Linked DNA regions of Mus musculus: region 1 is linked to region 2. A link is a contact called in public HiChIP or PLAC-seq data. All regions are on one chromosome and are shown on one strand. Each heading gives the region's core, a stretch centred on a gene start, on an enhancer-like site or on the middle of the called end of the contact. The rest is flanking DNA. Distances are from core to core; before and after follow the strand shown. Region 1 holds the start of Cyb5r2 (cytochrome b5 reductase 2). Region 2 has its middle 28 kb from the start of Rbmxl2.

Region 1 (2,700 bases), core at 17-2,516, 520 kb after region 2:
AAGTCCAGCTGCCTATTCCCTCCATTCATGTGGTCCAGGGTTATATCAGTGTACCCTCCATATCCCACAAGAATGGGAATCCATTGCTAATAGGAGCCAAGTACTCAAACACTCAGACTTGGACATGTCACCAAGCACTGCTCACCGACAGGAAGCCCCAGGACATGGTCTGGTGAGGGCAGCCCAAAGCGGAACCTTCTGGTGTTGTGACTGATTTGCTGGTTAGAAAAAGAAGAAGAAGAAAGAGGTAGGCAGGTTCTGTTGACTCTCTAGGAGTTTTGCTTTGTGGTCCAGATCTTTAGAAAGGTGCTCCATTTGGTCCTGAGGTGACTGATCACCTCATATCCCCAGCTAGCATTCTCCCCCACCCCCACCCTCCCCTTTCACCTAACCAGAGGGAGGTTTAGGTGACCCACTACCTCCTTCTCAATCAAGGGCAGCGGGTACTTGGCTTCAGGGTCCTGTAAGGTGATAAGATCTTTCTTCTTGACACTCATTTTCTTCAGGGCTATGAGAATCGCAGTGGCCCCGGTGACAGGTTTGGTCCTGGCAGATACAGTGTGAAGACAGACCTCAGATTTCACCCATGCTGGGCTAGGCAGCTCTAAGCCTGGCTGATCTTATGTCTTACAGGACTAGCAGAGAGAAAGGTATTAATACAGAAGGCTCTCTCTGGGACCAGCGTGCAGAGGTTAGCTGCAGGTCCAAGAAGACCCCTGGACCAGGCTTGACACCTATCCCAGAGTGCTAGTGTCTCCAGGCCCTCATTGGTCATCTGCCTCCATCCTGGGGGGAATGACTGTGGGATCCTTACCAGCTAACAGCAAGGCTGGGGACAGAGCTCACCTCTCTAGAGACTTGCCACACTCACTTCGGATTCCGCTGGAGCAGTGGAGCAGTGAGTGGCTTGGGGACTCACTAGCACCTTCCTATGAGTAACTGAGGCAAACATATACCTGTAAGAGGCGTGGCCAACCTCCCTATAATAGCCCTCAACTCCACCCAGCTCCTCCCTCACTAGGCCAGTTTGTTCTCATCCCAACCTGTTGCAGAAAAGTCTGCAGCTTAGCCCTGAGGCCCACTGTCCCAACCAGCTGGGAAACCGCCCGTGAATCCTGCCTCGGCCACCGCCTGCGGCTGTTCGCCTAGCCCCGGGTTCCTTCCTGCCCCGCGCTTTCCCGGCAGAACTCACCTGGAGCGAGATGCCTGACTTATCCTCGAGATGAACAGTGCCTTTGATGGTGGGGATGATGAAACATCCGGCAGTGGCCGCTGAGGAGCTGACTCCTGCCCCATAGCGACGGATTCGAGCTTCTGTGTCACATGACTCTGGCACAGGACTAGCCTGGCGCTTCTGCAGCTGGCCGGGTGGGAATGGGGCTTATCTCCAAGATCCCTATGCAGGGATCCCTCTGCTTCTTGACTTTCCTGCGCATGTCAGCAGCCTTGAGGAAAATTCAGCCTCCCCAGCTTGTTAAGAGCCTGGCAAGATGAAGGAAGGGGTTGCTGTAAACTTGTTTACAATGCAAACTGAAGAAGAGTTGCAGCCTAGAGGAAGACTGCATATCTTATTTAACATGCTTCCTGAGCTGCTACCCTAGCCTCCCAGGACCAAGTGTTTGCAGGATTGGGGTGACTGCAGCCAGTCTTTAGTGGGAGACCGGACCGGACTCTCAGAGGCAGGATGAGAAGTTCAGATTATGAAGATTCTTCACAATGCATTTCAGAACCTTGGTTTCCTCTTCCACGCTTGCAAGTGGCAAAAGGAAAACTCATTTCATAGTGAGTTAAAGGTCAACTTTGGCAACTTAGTAAGACTAGCTTAAAGTTGAAAAGCAAACACACAAGCCGGGCGTGGTGGCGCACGCCTTTAATCCCAGCACTTGGGAGGCAGGGGCAGGCGAATTTCTGAGTTCAAGGCCAGCCTGGTCTACAAAGTGAGTTCCAGGACAGCCAGGGCTACACAGAGAAACCCTGTCTCGAAAAACCAAAAAAAACACAAACACCAGCCCAACAACAACAACAGCAGCAAAGGACTGAGATACAGGACATGGTTACCTTAGCTTGTGCGAGTCCCTGAGTTTTTAGTCTCTGGTATAGAGAGGGGGAAAGCCCAGATTGTAAAATGGTATTTCATGAAGGTATTTGCATCAAATCATTAGCTCCAACGAGAGACATGTACCCCCAACAGCAGGACTAGGAAGCCTCAGGTCCCCAGAACTGAAGTTAGAGGCAGTTGTCAGCTACCCAGTCTGGATGCTGGAAGCCAAATTCTACTTCTCTATAAGAGTGAGTTCTCTTAACTGCTGAGTCATTTTTCCAAGTCTTAAAATAATCTTTGCTATATAAATAGTTTCCCATTATTATAGATGAAATCAATTCACACAGTAATGAGATGAATATACTCCTTACTTTTACAAGAAGAACTAAATCTTGGCTGAATATTTGATTCCACACAAGGTAGTTGAGGAATCTTCAATGTTTTTCAGAGTTCATAGATTTTTTTAAATATATATATAATTGTTGATGCTGAAACTCAACATTTTGTACATACATAGGAAAAAAGACAGAAGTATGTTTAGGGCTTGTCAGAAGTTGCTTGAAATTCTGCCCCAATCTCAAGCAAAATTTCATATATATTATGAAATTCAAGTTGGTAGCTCAAACAGCAATTTTAAAAAACAAACCCTGTGACACAAT
Region 2 (2,700 bases), core at 183-2,682:
CCATCTTGAACTGCGTCTTCAGTATAGTTTTTTGTATTGTACATAACATTTAAAAATAGTTAATATAGACTGTAGCCATTGCGTGGTCTTTCTTAGGAGATTTCTTGGGGTGCTGGCTTCCATTCACTCTACCCATGCCAGTGGGGTCATCGTCCTTTCAATGTCATTTCATTCTTTTAAGTTTTCTTCATTCTCCAAGCAATCAGATATTTATGAAATCCTAGTTCCCAGGACTGATCCCTCCTTTTGTGGATCACACAGTGGAACTCAACTAGGAATGATCTAGTCCTAGCCTTCTCTTGTATAGCTCTATTGAAGTGTACTAGAGGGAGTAGTCAGTTACCAGGGCTTGGGAAAGAAGTCAGTATAGTGAGCATTTAAATCTCTCCTACCTTGGCCCAAAGTGTTCTTCACTATATCAAAATAAATGTTTGACCTCAGAGATTGCTCAGTGGTTATGAACATGTGTTGTTCTTGCAGAGAACCCAGGTTTGATTCCTAGCTCCCATATGGAAGCCCACAACCATCTGTAATTTGAGTTCCAAGGGATCCAACACTATTCTGCCCTCCTTGGGAGTACTGCATGCAAGTACTCTTAACCACAGAGGCATTTCCCCAACTCTAGGCAGAGAGCTCTTTTATTCTAAGAATCAGACTTTGTTTTTCTCAAGTCAAAGATTTATGATACAGTGATTTTGTAAGGGAAGTCAGGTTTACTATGATATAGTGATCTTGGAAGGAATTATTTCTATAATTATAGTCTTCTGCGTTGTTTTCTATTTAGATAATTTAGAAAATGGCAAGTACATTGTAAAGCTTACTTTTTGCTAAGATTGATATATTAACAAATATATAATATATGTTATAGTAGCAATACATACTTATATATGTTTTATATATGGTATGCATGTTATATATAACATTATTATATACATATATGTTATTATAACTTACATGTATTAACTTGAGCTTTTCAACAGACCTATGAAATAAGTAGTACTACTCTTCCATTTTTTATGTAAGGAAACCATAGTGAAGAGGAAATCGGTTTTACAAGATATTTTGGTTCTAGAGTGGGTCCCAAACCAGATGTCTGGCTTTGTCATCTACATTCAACTAGCAAGGTCAGGCCTTGTTCCTGACAATTCTGTTTTCAGAACCCAGTGGCCTTGTCCTTGAACTTAAATGTAGTCACCTATAACCTTGAGAATTCTGTCTCTACAGATTTTCTGACATTGTACTTACTCCGTTCAGCAGCTGCTTCCAATCTGCATTCCTGGTGTTCAGATACCACCGGGTCAGACATTTTTCTGGGTTTGTTTGTGAGGGTGTTTTGGGTAAATTAGCATTTGAATTGGTAGGCAGAGTAAAGTATGGTCTCCTTTTGTGGATGGGTCTCTGCCCCTCAATTTGAATTCCTGGATAGAACAAAAGAACTCTGCTCGGAGAGAACTTCTGCCCCTGCAGACCTTGTAACTGGCTAACCTTGTAAGGAGAGGTGTCTACAAGTGTCTCTCTTTCTCTCTCTCTCTCCCTCCCCCCATATGTGTATGTTGTGCTTTAATTTATGTGTATGAGTCTGTTCATAATATACGCAAATTTCCATATCATGTATATGTACATATATTCTGTTAGTTGCTCCTTTCCATAAATCTGATTAATACAGAAACCAATTTTTACCAATAAGGGAAATTTTTAGTGATATGAACGTTTAGAAAAAGTTGAAAAGACTATATTAGATTTGCAAATATCATGTCATAAGTTCTTATAATGTGGTAGATTATGGAAAGACAAAAAAACAGGATGATAACACTTCTGCTAATTGGAAAGTTGACTTTAAAAGTATTAGAAATTATTGTTCACAAAATATACTACTACAGGAGAAAGGAAAGGAAGAAAAAAAAGAAAGAAAGATGCCAGGATGACTGTAGAGGGAGCTATCTGATCAGCTCAGATATTAAAGAACAACTTAATGATGAAAGAAGTTGAAACCAGTCTGCCCTTAAGGAGGGACTTACGAGACAGAAACAGAAAAAACAAAAGTAAACGGTTTATCCATAAAAGTTACATTCAAGTAATTGTAACATGCTGTAGGTAAAAAGGGTGGGATGCTTTATTCCCGGTGATAGGCCAGAAAGGGTGAGAGCTTGAGCCATGCTCTGCGGCTCTCTAGAGCACAGAGGAGACCTTGTCATCCTCATTCAGCACAGTCTTCTCTTCCCAGCTAAATCCTAGACTGCAGTATGTTGCAAAGAGCCTAAAAAGAGAGCAAAAGTATACTGTGAGGGTAGCCGTCACAGAGCCCCAGCCATGGACTTAAATTCCACCGTTGTTAGAGTATGCAACTCCAGACATTGCAAACATACTTATATTTAAAGTTCAGTCACTCAGCACTTATTTATTAAGTACTGACCTGTTCCTAACAGCATACAGACACTGAGGATACATAGGAGACAAATATAAGACAATCCCTTTGGAAGCTTGAAGAATCCCAGAACCCAGGCCAGAAATTGAGGATAGGTTTAGATTTAAACAAGAAGGTTCCAAACCTGGAGACACAGCCCATATTAACTATCTGGTGGACAATAGCTGTGAGATTTGGGGGTTTGGATCATAGATTCATCTCTTTATTCTGCTCTTACAGGCTAGTTTGTATTATCAACTTCATTGAAATAAATTAGAAATACTTGTGAAGAAACA

Evidence for each region. HiChIP or PLAC-seq counts read pairs in DNA pulled down with a chosen protein or histone mark.
Region 1: an H3K27ac HiChIP or PLAC-seq map of embryonic stem cells shows a contact between it and region 2, with 4 times the contacts expected there. The contact joins the promoter of Cyb5r2 here to the enhancer-like site in region 2. A contact is called at or near these places in 7 of 39 promoter capture datasets (the 3T3-L1 cell line, the C10 cell line, cranial neural crest and 4 more), 1 of 484 Hi-C or Micro-C datasets (nephron progenitors) and 6 of 115 datasets of contacts at active chromatin or transcription factors (all in embryonic stem cells).

Annotation. Positions count from the first base shown.
Region 1 is chr7:107,756,766-107,759,465 of GRCm38.p6, forward strand. It overlaps Cyb5r2 (cytochrome b5 reductase 2), which reads right to left and starts at 1,267. Exons shown (of 9, transcript NM_177216.4): 1 at 1,193-1,267; 2 at 420-546; 3 at 146-218. The coding sequence starts at 497.
Region 2 is chr7:107,235,744-107,238,443 of GRCm38.p6, forward strand. No RefSeq gene overlaps it. Among named protein-coding and RNA genes, the nearest start is that of Rbmxl2, 28 kb to the left of the region's middle. Within about 2 kb of position 1,433, at least 15 of the 459 cell types and tissues checked have an H3K27ac peak or open chromatin away from gene starts, as enhancers often do. A contact at or near this core is called in embryonic stem cells, where this site is marked.